Regions from separate parts of the Sus scrofa genome. Here all the other regions are linked to region 2. A link is a contact called in public HiChIP or PLAC-seq data. All regions are on one chromosome and are shown on one strand. The core of a region is the stretch at or near the end of the contact, and the rest is flanking DNA. Distances in the headings are between cores, read along the strand shown. Region 1 overlaps PKD2 (polycystin 2, transient receptor potential cation channel). Region 2 holds the start of HERC6 (probable E3 ubiquitin-protein ligase HERC6). Region 3 holds the start of SPP1 (secreted phosphoprotein 1).

What was found. HiChIP or PLAC-seq counts read pairs in DNA pulled down with a chosen protein or histone mark.
Region 1: a contact with region 2 is called in an H3K27ac HiChIP or PLAC-seq map of alveolar macrophages. The contact joins the enhancer-like site here to the promoter of HERC6 in region 2. A contact is called at or near these places in 2 of 5 promoter capture datasets (fetal liver and fetal skeletal muscle), 16 of 47 Hi-C or Micro-C datasets (alveolar macrophages, blood, brain and 11 more) and 2 of 2 datasets of contacts at active chromatin or transcription factors (alveolar macrophages and skeletal muscle).
Region 3: a contact with region 2 is called in an H3K27ac HiChIP or PLAC-seq map of alveolar macrophages. The contact joins the promoter of SPP1 here to the promoter of HERC6 in region 2. A contact is called at or near these places in 1 of 5 promoter capture datasets (fetal liver) and 1 of 2 datasets of contacts at active chromatin or transcription factors (alveolar macrophages).

Annotation. Positions count from the first base shown.
Region 1 is chr8:131,028,619-131,032,925 of Sscrofa11.1, reverse strand. It overlaps PKD2 (polycystin 2, transient receptor potential cation channel), which reads left to right. Exons shown (of 15, transcript NM_001245979.1): 5 at 1-111; 6 at 2,728-2,956. Among named protein-coding and RNA genes, the nearest start is that of PKD2, 28 kb to the left of the region's middle. Within about 2 kb of position 1,370, at least 37 of the 83 cell types and tissues checked have an H3K27ac peak or open chromatin away from gene starts, as enhancers often do. A contact at or near this core is called in alveolar macrophages, embryonic fibroblasts, fetal liver and 3 more, where this site is marked.
Region 2 is chr8:130,663,835-130,668,187 of Sscrofa11.1, reverse strand. It overlaps HERC6 (probable E3 ubiquitin-protein ligase HERC6), which reads left to right and starts at 2,597. Exons shown (of 22, transcript XM_021100765.1): 1 at 2,597-3,418. The coding sequence starts at 3,220.
Region 3 is chr8:131,083,026-131,087,233 of Sscrofa11.1, reverse strand. SPP1 (secreted phosphoprotein 1) reads left to right here and starts at 1,970. Exons shown (of 7, transcript NM_214023.1): 1 at 1,970-2,053; 2 at 3,201-3,267; 3 at 3,380-3,418. The coding sequence starts at 3,214.

The DNA of each region.
Region 1 (4,307 bases), core at 121-2,620, 370 kb before region 2:
CGCTCAGCTGGCTCACCTCAGGAAACACGCCTGGCTGGACCGAGGAACCCGCGCAACGTTTATTGACTTTTCCGTGTACAACGCCAACATCAACCTGTTCTGTGTGATCAGGTGTGTACAAGGCCACACGCATCCTTCCCACTTCTGTGTGTTTGTATCCATCCTAGGGTGGAAATAGGCCAGAGCACGGCTGCCTGCCGTTGGCTAAATGAGAATGTCACGGATCAGAGCTGACAGCAAGGTGGGGCGGAAACCAAGCTTCCCAGGATAGGGATATCTGGCGGAAGGAAGTTAGGATCCTTGAATATTCTAAGTTGGGAGGAACCTTAGGTCTGGGCCAGGTGCATCCCAAAGCTGGAACATTCCCAGATAAAGCACTGTGTTTGGCTAACATCTACCCTTTCCCACGTGAAGGATGATTGGTGCTCCGTGCTCTGTTACCGAGGCCCCCAGCCATCAAATCTTGATTCCGCTCCCTTAGTTTCCCACTCTCTGATGAAGCGCATGCTATTAGAACACAGGTGCAGTAGGCAGGAGCGATGCCTGGGTTCCTATTCGAGGATCTGCTCGTGTTTGAGATCTACCAAGAGCGGGTCACGTTCCTTCTACAGACCCCATGACGTTGCGATCAGGACTGCTCCGGTGATAGGACGCTGGCAAAGACCCCACTGGCTTGCCTGGGGCTTCTTGTTCATGCATTCATTCAGCGAGCATTTAGTGGCCATTCAGTATGTGCCAGGCGCTGTTCAAGACTCTTGGGAGGCATCGGTGAACAGAATAAAGATCCCTGCCCTTGTAGAGTTCACATTCAACTAGATAAGAGAGGTAAGAGAGAAAAACAATAAAAACAAATGAATTAAATGGCATATTAGAAGGTAAAACATGCTCTAAAAAAGTGGGACGAGACAAGAGGAATCCTGAGTTCACCCACTTTAATCCTCCAGGTGAACGTGGCAGCAACATCCAAACGTTGTCGCCATGAATTACTTCCGCCAAACAAGAAGGATAAATTCTCGTGATGTCCTTATTTGGTGATTATTTTTGAGGCTAAACTCAACTCTGCATTACAGAGCTCGTTGGATTTTCCCAGTCTGTAACAACTTTGGTAGAAAATAATATCATATTAAATCAAGTAAGAGTTATCACTAAAAAATGTATGAAAATCTACTGCAATTATGAATGATTCCAGGGAGCACAGGAAGAGGATTAAAAAGCAGGCAGGACGCGCTGACATTTAAGGAAATATCTATTTATAGAAGGTATAAACGAGTATGTCTTTCACTTCCTCCACATGCTTTCCGAGTGACTGTTGTCCAGGCAGTTGCTTCATTTCTCTTAACTGTTGCTTCAGTTTCTGGAGGGGGTGACAGTGCAGAATCAGACTGGAGCTGGGAGAGTGACTCAGCACACAGCAGCCACTTCCTGCCTTGCACGTTCACACAGCGGCTGTCACGAGACTCTTTGTTTCAGTGTTGCTGTCCTGAGTGTGTGGTTCTCAGCCCCGCTCTCCAGCACATCCAATAGGAAGAAGCCAGCAGGCGGATAGTGCAAAGGAAGGAAGGTGGCTCGTGCTTTGACCAGCTCTCACTGGCCATGGTCCCTACCTGTACTTGATTATTGCTCATGCTTGAACCCTAGACACTCAGCTTCTAGGAGTGGCCACCTGTCCCGCCCGTCCTGTCATGGGAGAGATGGTGACGCCTGCGTGGACTAGAGGTTTTGCAGATGTCCTAAAATTAGGGAGCTAGAGATTCTATTTCCAGTGCGATGGGGAGATTGTACCATTAAGTGGATCATGTAACTTTCTCTGTGACATCTACGAATGACAATTCGCATCTCTGTGACAATGCGAATTTGGCAAGAAACATCTTCAGTTCTGATAAAGCGCTGAAGACCGGTGCCAAGGCTATGAATGTGAAAACGTAGGTTACTGGGTCAGACAGTCAGACATTTACCAAACACCGATTGACTATAAGGCTCTAAGTCTCAATAGCCAAAGTACCCCCTAGGCAAATTATCCCGTGCTCCTTTGTTGTTACCAAGTGCATGAATGAGAAACTCAGTCGCTATCTCTATATGTATATGAAATTCTCATCCTACTTCTCATCCTATTTATGAAGATGATGTATATTTATGTTTTTCATTGCCTACTTGAATGACTGGCATTTAATAGAAGTCCTAGAAAGGCTTGTTTGTTGATTAACTTCTGCATTTAAAAAACAAGTATACGGAGTCCCCATAGTGGCTCGGTGGAAACGAAACTGACTCGTATCCATGAGCATACGAGTTTGATCCCTGGCCCTGCTCGGTGGGTTAAGGATCTGGCGTTGCTGTGCGCTGTGGTGTAGACCGGCAGCTGCAGCTCTTATTTGACTCTTAGCCTGAGAACTTCCATATGCCACAGGTGCGGCCCTAAAAAGAAAAAAAAAAAGTACATACAACATTTTGAGTGGTATAAATTTGAGAAAAGTGAATGGGAGACTGAGAAGGAAGGATCTCTTTAATCTGAGAGGCCCCAGGAAGTCTTATTCCTTTTGTGACACAGAATTCTACAAGGATGGAGTTCCTGTCATAAAAATAGTTTGCCACTCATTTGGGGTGAGTTGCGGTTGCGGTTTTATTACCTTCTCATGCAGGGACAGAATAGATGGTGTCCTTTCCTGGCTGCCTCCACGTGTTGTCAGTGCTGATGCGGCTATTGTTTTAATTGTTCTTGTTGCAACGCAGGTTATTGGTCGAGTTCCCAGCCACAGGCGGAGTGATTCCATCTTGGCAATTTCAGCCTGTAAAGCTGATCCAGTATGTCACAACTTTCGACTTCTTCCTGGCAGCCTGCGAGATTATCTTTTGCTTCTTTATCCTTTACTATGTGGTGGAAGAGATACTGGAAATCCGCATTCACAAGCTGCACTATTTCAGGAGTTTCTGGAATTGCCTGGATGTTGTGATCATTGTGGTAGGTTTGAGAACAGCACCAAACCCCCTGCTCTGTTACGAACACATGTGAATGAGTCTTTGCTTTTCTCAGTGTTGTGGATCTTGATGTTCCCGAAGGAGACTCTGAAGGCTCTTCGCTGTGACAGTAACTTCGGTGTTACTGATCATTGCCTCGTTTTGCATGTGTAACCCTTCTGCACGTGGAAGTGAAGGGACATTTGCAATAAGCTCTCATTTGGCCTTACTAAGAACAAGAATTATTCACTAATTCATATTTGGCGTTAGCATGCCCTATGCGATGTGGGGCTGAAAAGAATGTTTTCTTATTCTGTTTTTTGGTGGAGGGGGGGTGGTCTTATGGAGGTTCCCAGGCTAGGGGTCCAATCGGAGCTATAGCCACTGGCCTACACCACAGCCACAGCAACGCGAGATCTGAGCCGCATCTGCAGGCTACATCACAGCTCATGGCAACGCCGGATCCTCAACCCACTGAGCAAGGGCAGGGATCGAACCCGCAACCTCATGGTTCCTAGTCGGGTTCGTTAACCACTGCGCCACAATGGGAACTCCCCATTACCCTACTTCTTAACCCACAGTCTTCCTCCTCAACCCCGAATTCGTTTGGCTTTGTGAAGCCTTTGCATCAACTCATTATCAAAGCCTCACTAGAGTCAGTTGGTAAAATACAGAAAATATGTGATTTGATATGTTTTAATATGTTATTAAGTATAAAAATGTGTTTAAAATATATAAAAATGTGTTATATGTAAGTAAAATAATGCTTAAGACATAAAAATACGTGTAAACTCATGGCCATAACAATATTAATGGGAGCAGTAATAATACTAACACTTGCTAACACTTTAGAAACCAGCTGTGCTCGGCACAGTTCCAAGCGCTTTTCCTACACGGAGGCTCATTTAATCCTCACAATAGATGAGTTCCCATTGTGGCTCAGTGGAAACAAACCTGCCCGGTATCCATGAGGACACGGGTTCAGTCCCTGGCCTCTCTCGGTGGGTTAAGGATCCCCTGTTGCTGTGGCTGTGGTGTAGGCCGGCAGCTACAGTTCCGATTTGACCCTTAGCCTGGGAACCTCCATAGGCCGCGGGAAGCAGCCCTAAAAAAAGAATAAATTCTCACAATAACCTAACCACTCTGCCACCGCCTCTCAAGCCACACCCGTGTCCACTTCAGAAATACCTTCCGCATGAAACGAACCTTCCTACAGGCTGTTCAGCGTGGAACCCACTTGACTCTGATGCAGCTGGAACTGCATCCCTTCTTTCACGATGGCTGCGTGACACCACACACTTCCTGGAGCTAAACTCTTCTTTTTTCTTTTTCTTTTTAGGGCCACACCTGCAGCA
Region 2 (4,353 bases), core at 1,348-3,847:
TAGTCGGATTCATTAACCACTGAGCCACCACGGGAACTCCTAAAGTTCGATTTTAAAGATACAATGACAGTCAATGTCCGCTGCTTTTCTGTTTATCACCCGTGTGTTCTCTGAGAAAGGAAAGCTTATCAGACTTGGTTATTTAATGGAAAGAAAAAACCAGGAGCTATTCCACTTACTGATCTATAATTTAGACCAGTCACCTTCACTTCCCTGAGTCTCGCTTCTTCATCTGGGAACAGATAGTTTCCTTCTTATGACCATTTACTCTGTGCTTGTGAGGACAGAGGGTGAAATAGCTGGAAGGATTTTGTAAAGTCTAAAGTAAATACTAATGTAGGCGTTCCCGTCATGGCTCAGTGGTTAACGAATTCGACTAGGAACCATGAGGTTGCGGGTTCGATCCCTGCCCTTGCTCAGTGGGTTAAGGATCTGGTGTTGCCGTGAGCTGTGGTGTAGGTCGCAGACGTGGCTTGGATGTGGCGTTGGCGTTGGTGTGGCTGTGGTGTAGGCAGGCAGTGACAGCTCCGATTAGACCCCTGGCCTGGGAACCTCCATATGCCACAGGAGTGTCAAAATGTAGAATCATTTTGGCAAAAAGACAAAATAAATAAAATAAATACTAATGTAGATAATAATTATATTTTCTTTGTTCCTTGTTATACCCCTCGTGGATATTTGGTAAATATTTTAAAAAATTAACTGCAAGCTTTACCTAATTAATTCATCTAATAGTTATTGGGTATTTACGAAGGGCCACGCGCTGTTTTGTGTAACAGACCCGTCGCTAGGATTTGGTGTGGCTGCACAGGCTGGCTGGGCCATGGTGACACAGCAGAGCGGTACGGAGTGAGAGCAGTGTCACGTCGGGGGGAGCGTGGCTTCGGAGGTCATCGTCCGTTGCCCAGAAAGCCGTCCTGGATGTTGTGGAGTCCACGAAGCACTTCACAGAGATGGGGCATTTGAGACACACATCGTTTCATAAACAGAAAAGGCGAGAAGAAAACCCTCTTCTCGGAATGATACAGAATGAACAAAGGCGTGGATTTGGAAAAAATCAAGTAGGAAAAGGCGAGCTGTTCATTGTGACAGTAAACTGTGTGTGTGTGTGTGTGTGTGTGTGTGAGAGAGAGAGAGAGACAGAGACAGAGACAGAGACAGAGAGAAAGGGAGAGAGAGAATGAATGAATGAAATTGCAGTTACCAGCGAATCACAGAGGGCCTTAAATTACACACAGAAGATTTTGCGTTTATCATTCCATACCATTAGGCCGACCACCCTGCAAAAAGTTAAGTGACACGATCAGAACTGTGTTGACAGTCCTTGTTGACAGCACTTCCTGAAATCAGCCGTGCCGACAGGCGTCTCCGTTATGTGACCGTCAGAAGAGGCTAAGGAACACCCCCCAAAAGCTCAGGGGCTTATAAGAACAAAGATTTCTCTCTCATTTATAGTACATCGATTAGCTGCAACCCTGTTGAAGCTTGTTTGTTTTTTTTTTGTTTTGACCTGGGACCCAGAATGATGGAACAATCTCTATCTAGAAAATCACCAATTATTGTCATGGAGGAAAAAAGAGAGTAGGGAAAATAAGAACTGGCCCTTTTGAAAATGATTTTTATTTTTTCCACCATAGTCGACTTACAGTGTCTGCCAAGTACTGGCTCTTAAATGGTCTGCCTGGAAGACATTTCCTGCTTGCATGCCATTGGCCAGAGCAAATTCACATGCTCCAACTTGACGCCACAGGGTGGAGAGGACAGCAAATATTTTTGAATAATAACAATACAATCTACCAGTAAATTTCCCTTTTGCTTAGGCGAACTTAGGTCATGTTTTCCGTCACTCGCAACCCACAGAACCTTAACTGAGAAAACCCCTTGAAAGAATCAAATTAGATATTTTATATAAATTAGTCAACCCATGGTAAACATGATTATAGATGGGAGCTACGGTTTCCAAGTGCGTGAACACAGTCAACTGAGAATTCTACTTTTTCTAGAATTTTCTCTATTTCTTTATTCACTATCTCGCTGACATTTGAGTTCTTTTACTGTGGCACACACTGTACTTAGTACTGGGGACAGAAACTGCACATTACATTTACAGTTTTGTTCTCCAGGTGATTTTTTAAAATAAATTTATTTATTTATTTACTTACTTATTTATTTATTGCTCTTTAGGGCTGCACCTGCGGCATAGGGAGGTTCCCAGGCTAGGGGTCGAATCAGAGCTGTAGCCACCGGCCTGTGCCACAGCCACAGCCGCAGCCACGCCAGATCTGAGCAGTGTCTGTGACCTACACCGCAATTCACGGCCACACCGGATCCTTAACCCACTGAGTGGGGCCAGGGATTGAACCTGCGTCCTCATGGATGCTAGTCTGTTCGCTAACTGCTGAGCCATGACGGCAACTCCCAGAGTAATTCTTTTAAAGTTAAAGATCATATCACTTCTCTGCTCAAAAGTCTCCAAATGCTCCACTTCACCCTTCATCCCAGATATGAACATGACTCATTTCACTCATTTCCTTTCCCAGGCCCTTGGCTCTCTGCTCAAATGTCACTTCATCAGAGAGCCCTTCCCTGATATCTTATCAAAAACGCTAATTCTTTCTGTCCCTATCCTCTGTTCCTTTACTGTTTTATTTTTCTTCATGTGGCCACTTGACATTTTACTGTTTATTTGCATGTAAACAGGAGAATGAATACAAGCATCACGAGGATTTTGCACTTTCAGTGCCAAAAACAGTCTAGAAGAGGCATGCTGATGCTTTTACTAAGTACTCTAGGCATTATTCCAACACAATATTATCTATTAAATTATGTTAGATTTGCTGTATTACTGTCCACATTTCATTGGCATGGTAGCGGAGGCACAGAATCGTTAAGTATCTTGCTCAGAGTCGCACAGCTTGTAAACGGCTTAGCTAGGATGCAAATCCAGACGCTTTTCTTTTGGGGTCCCTCTGCTCCTTAGCACTTGCCGGCTTACGTTTGATTCCGAAAGCGGTTCGTGGGGAGGCGTCGGGATGACGAGTGCCGGGGCAGTGCTGGGGACAGAGGGCGGGGAGCGAGCTGGACCCCAGCGCGCTTTCAGCAAGGGCGCGGTTCACTTAGCCTGGTGTTTTCCGGAAAGTCAGCGCACATCCGTCTGACTTGCTGGCCGAGCGGGCAGGAGCGCAAGGACTCGGGCAGGCGGCTGTGTGCGGGAGCGCGATGTATTTCTGCTGGAGCGGGGACCGCCCCAGGTCGCAGAACCCGGGGCCGGCGGGCCCGGGAGGCGACGCGCTGCTGCAGGCGGCCAGCGGGGAGCGGCACTCTCTGCTGCTGCTGAGCAACGGCGCGGTCCAGTCGTGCGGGGACAACAGCCACGGCCAGCTGGGCCGGAAGGGCGTGCAGCGCGGGGAGCGACCAGGTGAGCGCCGGGACGCAGGTGCGGGGCGCGGGGTCAGGCAGGTGGCGGGGCTGGGAGCCTTGGGTCCGCCTGGCCATAGGAGCCGGGAGAACGGTGCTCCGCGCAGCCAGAGCGCAACTCACCAGTTTCGTTTTCCCGAGGAGCCTCGGGTTTGTTTCGGTTTCTAGTAGTTTTATTTTCAAAAGGAAACTGAAAGCCAAACTAAATTGGACTGCCTGCCTCTGAGCAAAGTTGCCTTTCGAGACCAGTCCTTACCTGCGCGAATCTATCTGAACAGAGTAACTTTCCAAACGTGCTTTGTGCTTTGGGCACCTGTAACTCCCTCAGAATTACTGTAGGGCCTCTTTTTTCCCTAAAATTAATGTACCTAATAGTAGTTAACATATGTATTATGTAAATATATGTGGTAGCGATTTTACTATCATTGTAGAAAAATAGGGAAAGAAATCGCTAATCATTGCAGTTCCCGTCCCGGCTCAGTGGTTACAACCCCCCCACTAGGATCCAAGAGGATGCAGGTTCCATCACTTAGTGGACTAAGCATCTGGAGTTGCCAGTGATGTGTGGTGTAGGCTGCAGACGCTGCTGGGATCCTGCATTGCTGTGGCTGTGGTGTAGGCTGGCAGTTGCAGCTCTGATTCAACCCCTAGCCTGGGAACTTCCATATGCAGAAGGTGCGGCCCTGAAAAGCAAAAACAAACAAACAACAACAACAAACAAAAAGAGAAATCACTAACAACAACAACAAAAAGAGAAATCACTAATAATTCTAACACCAGAAGACAACTCCTAATATTTTGATGCATTTCTATTTTGCCCTTTTTTATTATATTTTTGATTTTTATAAAATCTTGTCATTATACAGTTTTATATATGCAGAGCTTATATAACTGTAAGTTGCTTTTTCACGAAACATAATATCATGAACATATTTA
Region 3 (4,208 bases), core at 721-3,220, 420 kb before region 2:
ATCCGAATTATTAAAATGTGTGCTTAGCACTCACAAAGCAACAATATCAATTCATTTGAAATGCATCCAATTTGAAAGTGACATTTCCACCCAACAAATCTATGGATTAATTATACTAGCACTGCAAAAAAATTGCTTAACCTGTATTTATGTTAAAATGAATATTTGGTAAATAGGAACTGACTCCTTAGGACTAATAATAAATAGGACCATTTATCTTCAGTCTCATCTTACACGTGAGTCTTACAGTGGAGGTGTGAGATAAATGACTACTGCAAGCTCCTTTCACAACTGAGAAAGGGAGATGAAGAGGGTAAGTAACGTCAAACAATATTAAATGTTTCAAATGGGCTCAGAGCTCTACTACCCTGAACTTTGTTCCAATATTCAACTTTCATCTCCAGTTTTCTTTCAAACACTTTTTCAATACCCAGTAAAGTTTTTTAATATAAAATTTTATATTTAATTTTCATTTAAGTAACCAACTTTATATATCCTGGGAAAAAACACTAGAAAAAGACAGTTCAGAAACCTAATCCATTCCCGCAGATGTGTGCCAATTAGCCTGTTGATGTGCACAGTTTAAAAATGCTACATCTGGAGTTCCCATTTGTGGCTCAGCGATAATGCATCTGACTACTATCCATGAGGACACAGGTTCGATCTCTGGCCTCCATCAGTGGGTTAAGGATTCAGCATTGCTATGACCTATGGTGTAGTTCGCAGACATGGCTCCAATCTGGCGTGGCTGTGGCTGTGGTGCAGGCCAGCAGGTGCAGCTCCGATTCAACCCCTAGCCTGGGAACTTCCATGTGAAGCATGTGCAGCCCTTAAAAAAAAAACAACCAAAAAACCTTACATCTGGTCGCATTTTAATAGCCTATTCCATTTAAAGATTCACAAATCATGACTACCTGTTCCTCCTAAAAATTTTAATAATAATTAACACATTATACAGTTTAAAATATGCAAGGCATTTGCATATATGTGCCAAGTATCATTAGTTTTACACACACTAATTCACTTAAACCTCTCAAAACCTCCATGAACAAGGTAATAGCATGCATATTTGACAGATGAAGAAACTGGTATAGAAAGGCTCAGTGATTTGCCCAAAGTTACAGGGCTAATTAGCAGCAGGATGGCAGGCAAAGCCATGTCTTGTTTCTGAAGCATCACTTTCAAGCAGTAACCCTGCCCTCAGTCAGAAACTGCTTGACTTCTGCCACATTGAGAATAAATTACCATTCTTCTGTCTGACATAGCAATTATCAGATTCATCACCTCCAAACCATTCAAAAATCCATGTCCTTGAAAGGTCTCGGATTTACAATGGTAAATCCGATTTAATAGACATGAACGTGGATTTGAACGTGACCAATGCCACTTGTCTAAATGACAAGCTGCTGCACATTTGGAATCACAAAACAGAGCTTTAGTCGAAATGGAGAGAAGCTGGCAGAACTCTTTGTGTGCCTGAACAATATAGCCTTGTCGCCAGAAATAAGTACAACTGTAAGGCAAACTTGGTTGCATATATTACCTTAATCTGTTATTTCAACCAAAAGAAACAAAAATCCATCCTATTTAATTCTATTTAGGACTGATTTCTGTAATATTTTTTCTTCTAATTCAGAGTTAATATAGTCTTTGTAAGAACTAGTCATTTCTCTCCCCGCCCCCCGCTTTTTTAGGGGACCCAGAGATGCCCTTCCAGGATGCTGAGAGCCAATCCTATTCACGAAAAAGCTAGTTAATGACATTGTACATAAGTAATGTTTTAACTGCAGAGGGCGTGTGTGTGTGTGTGTGTGTGTGTGTGTGTTGTAACCACAAAACCAGAGGGGGAAGTGTGGGAGCAAGTGGGTTGGGCAGTGGCACAAACCTCATGACACATCTCTCCGCCCCCTGTGTTGGTGGCGGATGTCTGGTGCAGCCTTTAAATTCAGGGGAGGTCCAGGCTGTCAGCAGCGAGCGGAGGCCAGAGGGCAGCACTGACAGCCGCATCAGCATTGCTCCCGGGACTGGACTCTTCGCGGGGCTGCAGACCAAGGTAAGCCTACAGCCCGCTGATGGTTGCTGTCGTAGGTAGGCACTGTTTCATTTCACGGGGAAGGTCAAGTTGTCAGGAGAAGGGTTTAACCGCAAACGCTGGTAATCAGACTTAAAATTGTTCTAAGAGTCTTTCCAACAAGCATGTCAGATCCAGGGCAGATCTCCTGCGGGAAAGGTGACTGGCTATTTTGAAAGACAGTCAAATATAAAACTTAAAAATATGTCCACGGAGTCCTCAAAAGAATTATAACTACTTCTTGCCATCAGAAAAAAAATAAAATTCTATGCCTATGTATTATATGTAGCTACGATGGTATCTGCATCATTTTAAATGGACAGTTGATGGTGGAGACATTTAGAAGGAAAATAATATTTAGTGGTAATGTTAAGCTGGTGATAATGCTAATTTTTAATGACTTGACTTACCTGTTTTCAAGGGAAAGAAACCCTTTCTGAATATTTTCACCCCTGTATTTAGCTGTTAACATTTTCACCAAAATACCCACATGACATTATGAAGACTTACAAATAGAAAGGCTGTGAACTGCTCTCAGTGTTTAATTTTTCATTTCAAATTTTAGAACACCTTACTTAAATTACTAACTCTAGAGACAGCTTCATTTCACTTAAGTAGCACCTTTTAAATAATTTAAGCTGAAAAATCGCCCTTGAAATGCATGCTGGAAAATGGAGACAGCAAGTTTCTTTCTCTCTTTCCTTTTATTTTCCCTCTTTCTCTTTGTATTTTTCGTCTTTGAAAAAAAATGTGTTCCCCTTCTAGCTTATTATTTTAATTAAATTACTGTTGATCTGTTTTTAGGTTTAGATGGCTGGAGATATCGGGTAGTGATGGCATATCTCTGAAACTCTACATTTTAAAGGGGACTAAATAAGACTTGTATGTAATCCCCCTCTCTCTTGCCTAACAGTAAGAGATGGAAAATAGAGGTGCCCTAACAAATATTAACTCAAAGGATCATAAAATTAAAAAGAAAAAATTTTTCTCTAAGTAGTAGAGAGTATTTCTATAGGAAAAAAATATATATATATATTTTTCGTGATTATTTTGTAATGTGGTGGCTTGAAAAGATGTCATTGTTTTAACCTAGGAGAAGATCAAATATTTCTTACAAAGTATTTTGCAGGAAAATCATTACCATGAGAATTGCAGTGATAGCCTTCTGCCTCTGGGGCTTCGCCTCTGCCCTTCCAGTGAGTACAGCTGAATCTTAAACAGAATTCCCCCAAATAAATGAATTGTGTGCTTCAGTGTGCCAGGAACTCATTCTCACTGTAATCTTTCTTCCCATGTTCTATTTCAAAGGTTAAACAGACTAATTCTGGCAGCTCGGAGGAAAAGCTGGTGAGTATCTTTAAGGTTTATCATCTGGTTAAATTGTCGATGCCACTGGTGCAAGATATACTACAAACATACGGCAATTTTACTTATTTCATAGTTAAACAAAATAAGTTAGAAGTATGTATTGAATGCCTGCTACGGTTCTAGGCCAGTACCACGCACAGGATTGCTTTTAATTACTGTCATCTCCTAAAACCAAACTAAATATTTTAATAGAATAAAATCTTGCTCTGGGCCATTATCATTTACGTAAAATGAGTTCTATGAACTTGTGTGGTTTTTTGTTCCCATGAGTCAACACACTGTTCCAGTAGCACGAAATTCCATCTTTTGCTGTACTTGGGGGCAGGTCAAGTTTAAAATTCACCTCACACATTGGTGAGTTGGTATAACCAGAACAGTCCCAAGAGCTCCTAAGATATTTGCTGAGAAGGCCATCATAAAAAGAAAATCTATAGGCAGCAAGGTCCTACTGCAGAGCAAAGGGAACTATATCCAATCTCCTGGGATAGACCATGATGGAAAATCATATTTTAAAAGAATTTACTGAGTCCTTTGCAGTACAGCAGAAATTGGCACAACATCATAAACCAACTATACATTAATTTTTTAAAGAGAACAAAAGGAATGATATAAAATTTCTATTGATTATAGGGAAAAAAGGAAGTCTATTTATGCTGTTTATATCCGCTGTGCTTGTCAGATGACTTCAGATCACATTTTTCTCACCAGGCATAAAACCAAGGCAAACTCTTGATTACAATGATTTGTAGCGCCATTGATGTACTGCCCC